2 separate regions of the Sus scrofa genome follow, and region 1 is linked to region 2. A link is a contact called in public Hi-C data. All regions are on one chromosome and are shown on one strand. Each heading gives the region's core, a stretch centred on a gene start, on an enhancer-like site or on the middle of the called end of the contact. The rest is flanking DNA. Distances are from core to core; before and after follow the strand shown. Region 1 holds the start of MRPL46 (39S ribosomal protein L46, mitochondrial). Region 2 holds the start of AEN (apoptosis-enhancing nuclease).

What was found. Hi-C and Micro-C count contacts between places; a contact is called where the count stands out from the background.
Region 1: a Hi-C map of embryonic fibroblasts shows a contact between it and region 2, with 4 times the contacts expected there. The contact joins the promoter of MRPL46 here to the promoter of AEN in region 2. A contact is called at or near these places in 1 of 5 promoter capture datasets (liver), 8 of 47 Hi-C or Micro-C datasets (brain, embryonic fibroblasts, fibroblasts and 3 more) and 1 of 2 datasets of contacts at active chromatin or transcription factors (alveolar macrophages).

Annotation. Positions count from the first base shown.
Region 1 is chr1:191,320,648-191,323,353 of Sscrofa11.1, forward strand. It overlaps MRPL46 (39S ribosomal protein L46, mitochondrial), which reads left to right and starts at 1,343. Exons shown (of 4, transcript XM_003121860.4): 1 at 1,343-1,603. The coding sequence starts at 1,376. It overlaps MRPS11 (mitochondrial ribosomal protein S11), which reads right to left and starts at 1,263. Exons shown (of 6, transcript NM_001244528.1): 1 at 927-1,263; 2 at 677-799. The coding sequence starts at 991.
Region 2 is chr1:191,210,551-191,213,250 of Sscrofa11.1, forward strand. AEN (apoptosis-enhancing nuclease) reads right to left here and starts at 1,334. Exons shown (of 4, transcript XM_003121858.4): 1 at 1,217-1,334.

The DNA.
Region 1 (2,706 bases), core at 93-2,592, 110 kb after region 2:
GAATACACTACATTCTTTCATGCTGCATGTCTTACACAGGCTGTTAGCTTTGCCTAAAATGACCTTTTATCTCTTCCAGTTGAACTCCCATTCAATTCAGTTCTTAGCTTCACAGTATCTTCCTAGCACTCTTGCCTGATTCCCTTAGGAGTCAGAACTCGTTCTTTCATACTTCAAAGCAACCACTTCTTACCTCCAGTATACCACTGATCAGATCCTGGTGAAAACGTTTGCAAGTCTTATCTTCCCTGGTAAACTGTGATCTACTTGTGGGGAGAAATGATTGTCTGCATTTGTATCCCCAGCACCCAGCACAGTGCCCGGCACCAAGCAGGTTCTTAGTAAATGTTTGCTAAGTGCATGTGAAGTACAACTAGCACACAGAGGCAGTGGCACTGGTGGAAAGCAGGATGCCAGTTGCTGGGGCTGAGCACAAAAAGCACCCTGGATCTTACATCAACTCTAAAAAGCGCACAATAACCTATAACCTAGTGCAGCCACTTCTCACAACCTCCCTAGGCATTATTTCCACCTTTAGACGAAAAAGGTGAGGTTCGGAGATAAATCTGCAAAAGGTCCCACAGCTGGCAAGCGTCAAAGAATTGGGAAGTCGCCGGTTCTCTGACTCTGGAGGGTAGTGTCAGTCTCCCGAGGGCTGGACACAAGTGGCCCTCACCTGAAGCTGCTGTGGCTCGGAGTCCGAGCCTCCTCCTTGTCCTCAATGTCCAGCTTGGCCGCCGCGTCTTGCAAATGAGGGGCGCTCCTGTGGATGGTGGAGGCCGGCAGTCCAGCCACGATCCTGAGGAGAAGTAAAGCTCGGTGAGATACAGGCCGAACTGCCACTGGAGACCAGGTGGCCCTGGGGACACCGGCAGCAGCACACTCCTGAGGGTGACCGTGGGCTGGGAGAAAGTAATCGTCCTTACCTGGTCTTCGGTGGCCATGCCCATGACTGCAAGAGCCGAGAACCCGCGTTTCTTACAACCTGCATGACTTGAGTTGATCCCCGTCAGCTTCCGTCCACGGCGACCAGCACCACGGTGGCGCCGGAGCGGCGGCAGCACCACGGACGCTTGTGGGGGAAGGTGCAGAGGAAAAGTTACCTGACCTCTCCTCTTGAGGAATATTAAAGATTTCTATTCTCATTTAAATGCTCTATAGTAACTATCGTTGCAAGAGCCAACTGGGAAGCACTCCTCCTTTTCCTAATTTTCTAACAAGAGTTCTTTGCCCACCCCTTCATATTGGAATGGTTCGTTCTAGTAGGTTCGGGACCGACCTCTGCCCGTCCTGTCGCTCCCGCGATGCCTTGTGGGAATATGGGATTGGCCCAGGACCCGCTGTCAGGCGCAGTGCGTTGTGGGAAGGTTGAAAGATGGCGGCGCCCGTGAGACGGACTATGTTAAGAGTGGTGAGGGGCTGGCGACGGTTTGAGGGTCCTTGGGCCCATAGTCTGGGTTCTCGCAACCTGGCCCTTGCGGTCGCACCTTCGAGCAGTAGCTCTCCATGGCGCCTGTTGGGCGCGTTGTGCCTGCAGAGGCCACCGCTGGTCACAAAGCCGCTGACCCCATTGCAGGAAGAGATGGCGGATCTGCTACAGCAGGTGGGATTGAAATGTGGGTCCTGGCTTCAGGGTGAAGTTGGGGAAGCAATAGAGGCACGCTAGCCAGGTTCCAGTTATGATTATGGTACCAAGTTAGTTTGTGTGACTTTGGGCAAGTCACTTTTTTGAAGTTCAGTATACTTACCTGCAAGTAGTACCTACCTTACTAACTTGGTGTAGTACGTAGTAGGTTTCTCTAAAAGGTAGTTCGTTTTCATTGATCTTCTCTATAGTCATCTTAGGCAACTCTTTGGAAATGTTCTCTTTCAACACACAGGGATGCCATGGTGAATAAGATGGGTTCGGTCTCCATCATAGGTAGTTGACAGTTTGGAGAAGAAAAACTCTTTGTGATGTGACGAGTGTTAGGAAAAGGCAAAAGGCTCATATATAACATAGCTTTGATAAAGTCTACTTGTGTGAGGGGCAAGTGAAGAAACATGGGCAAAAACGGAGAAGTGGCTATGAGGGTCTTAAATCCCTATAAATAATTATTAAAGGAAACTATGTTTACCCATAACCTGAGATGTTTTTGTTTTGGCTATCAAGAGGTATAAACTACACTTCTGTGCTTTTTACTTGGTCTGTTTATTTATTCTGCAGATATTTTGTTAATCACTTCACAGATAATCATTTAGCACCTGCTTTTTACAGATTTTGTGTTAAGTGCTAGGGATGCAGTGGTGAATAAGACAGACATGGCTCTGGTTTTCAGAGTGCTTCAGTCTGGGGGGGGATAATCAATAATAAAATAATCACATGACTATGGAACTGCAGGATCTGTTAAGTGTTGTAAAGGAAAACACAGGGTATTGTAAGACTGTTAAACAGGGACCTTTAATTTGATTTTAATGGGAGGTGTCATCTTTCTTAAGAAAGTGATATTTAAATTGAGATCTGATGGGTGAGTAGGAATCTCCCAGGAAAGCATGAGGGAAAATATTCTAGGGAGCAAGAATCGCATCAGCAAATTCCCTATGGCAGAAATGTCCTTGGTGAGTGAGATTCTTACCAAAAAATGGCATGACTGGAGGGTGTTAAGTGGGCAGGCAATGCTTTTATTAGGCAAATTTTCTTTATGGCAGTCTTGACCTCCAATCACA
Region 2 (2,700 bases), core at 84-2,583:
GCCCAGCAATGTGGAGAAGACCCACTAGCAACTAACCCTGTAGGGGAGGAGGGCCCTTCCACTTGGAGGGCAGGCTAAGGGCCCTGCAGGTCGGGAGCAGGTGGCCTCCCTGACCCTGCTGGCGACGTTTCAAAGAAGCCAGAAATAAGGATCCTGAGAAAAAAGGACTCCATGGCCTTGTATTTCAAGAGATGAAAGCAGTCCTGTTCTACATGCCCTGGCCTAGCTGACATGTCAAAATCAACAATTAATCATCACCCCAGGCCTTTCTTACCCTGGGCCTCAGGGGAGGTTCGGGGGCCTGAGGAAAAGTTTCCTTCAAATCACAAGTGTTTTTTTCAGTGAGGGCAGAGCTCTCTTCTGCCCTGAACCAGGGCTTTGTGTCAGCAGCCAAAAGGCCTTTGGGCAAAGGCCCCAAAGGAATTGTTAAGTCAGAATGGCCAGTGGCCTAGGGGCCCCCAACCTGCTGGTTGATCAGGAAGGCAGGCAGTTCTAGTCCCAGTTAGGTCTGGCACTAACGAGCTATATGAACTGGACCAAGTCAGTCTCTTAACATAAAACGAGGCTTTATCAAACCGGGTATTGGACTCGGTTGGGGACTTTCCCAAAGCACTTCATTACCAGAAACGAGACGTCTTTTTACCAGGCTGATTTCCAGGCCTACCCGCGGGCCCTCTTAACTGTCATTTTGGGAAGCGGGGCCCGGGAATCTGTATTTTAAAGCGCACGGGCCCCACCCCCTCGCCGCGATACTAACACTCGCCCAAATTTGAGAAAAGCTGACTTGGTAAGATCTCCTGTGCTACCAAAAAGTACATGAGACAAGAGAAGTCCGAGGAGAGCCCCGCACGACCTCCCCCCAGCGGCCCGCGATCTCCGAGAAGTGACCCGTGGGAGGCCCGGCCTCACCCACGGAAGGACTGTGGCGCTGGTCACTCCTTGGTCGCGGCGGCCAGGCCGACTCCCACCAGACTGAACCCTTCACCCAGCGCCGCCCCCTCAGACCCAAGACCCCCGAGTAGGGCGGGAGGAGGGCCAGACGGCGCCCAGGCCCGGCCTGCTTCCTGGGAGCCCTGGGAGCAGGGTCGGCCCGACCAGACGTCCCAGGCCGCGGGCGGGGAGCGGACGCACAGCGCGGGGTCCCGCCTCAGAGGAAAAGGCGCGCCAGCCTACCCGACCCCGCGATCCCCAGCAGAGTACCCCACCCCCAGATCACCTGAAGCCCCGCGAGTCTCCCCACGCCCGCACGTGGCGTCCACGCAGCCGGCAGCTCCCACATGCCCAGACAAGCCCTGCTCCGGCCGCCCGCCTATTGGTTCGCTCAACTGCAGTGCCCGCCTATGACCTCTTCTAATTGGCCGGGAGCTTCGCTTGCTGAAGGTTGGGCCTTGGGCTCATAGGGGCGGGGACTCCTAAAGGGGCGCGGTTTGTGCCCCAGACTGGCACAGCCCCGAGGGGAATTTTAACCAGAGAAGGCATCGTCGCCAGTGTCCATCCCCATCTGTGATTCTAGGCCCAATCTTTTCTGTTCCTTGGGTCGGGATATGGGCTGCTACGAGCTCCGTGCCACTAAAGGCAGAATGACTTCCAGAGTACACACCCACATTTGCAGAATGGCAATATAAAATCCCCTTCCTCCTCAGGTATCCAAGGGATTCGGTGAAATATTATACACGATGGGCACTGAAGAAAGATGTTTAAAAGTTAAGTTTGGTCCTTCAGCGCTTATTTTTTCATTTACCCTTCTGCAATACTTACAAGTAATAAGTTCCTACTATAGGCTCGGCATTGGGATACACAGAATAAGGGCAATCACTGGGGGTGCTAGTTGCTCAATGTCTGTATCAGTAACGGAGGTCAACAAGTAGCTTGGTGCAACGTAAGCGATAAGAAGAGCATCAATAAGCAGTTCAGGAGTTCCCCTCGTGGCTCAGAGGAAACGAAGCCGACTAGTATCCATGAGGATGCGGGTTGGATCCCTGACTTCTCTCAGAGGGTTGAGCATCCGGCATTGCTGTGACTGTAGTGTAGGCTGGCAGCTACAGCTCCCATTCAACCCCTAGCCTGGGAACTTCCATATGCTGTAGGTGAGGCCATAAAAAGAAAAAAAAAAAAAAAAAAGACATTGCCAGAATAAACCTCCTTCCATTTTTATCTACTTTTTATGTGAACAATGTGTATCAGTGCTTATACCCATAAAAACAAAACAGGAGACTCAACTCTTTCTCATTCTTGCAAAAAAAAAAAAAGATTCTTCCCTGGATACATAAACGTCATGGAAAAATAACTGACTCAATCTATCTTTTATTTCTAATAAAAATTTACTTTTATGTGTAAAGATTATTGCTCATATAATAAAATGCTGTATATTTATCATTTGCTCACTTGTAATGCAAACAATTGCAACAAGATCTCAATCCAGAAGGAAAAAAAGTAACTCTTAGAACCTTAGGGGTGACAGAATGTTTCTCCAGAGTTAACAAGTTCAAATTTATATAGTTAATGTTGTGACAGTATAGTCAGGTTCTCCAGAAAATATTGCCAAGCATGAAAATAGATTATGCTAGGATAAAACTCTGTGGCAGAAGTTGAATGGAAATATAAGTTCCAGAAGAAAAAAAGAATGTTGCATGTAATGTAAACAAAAAAATCCAGATTTAGTAAAGGAGAGACTTTATTTGAAAGGATTGGAGGGGGGGA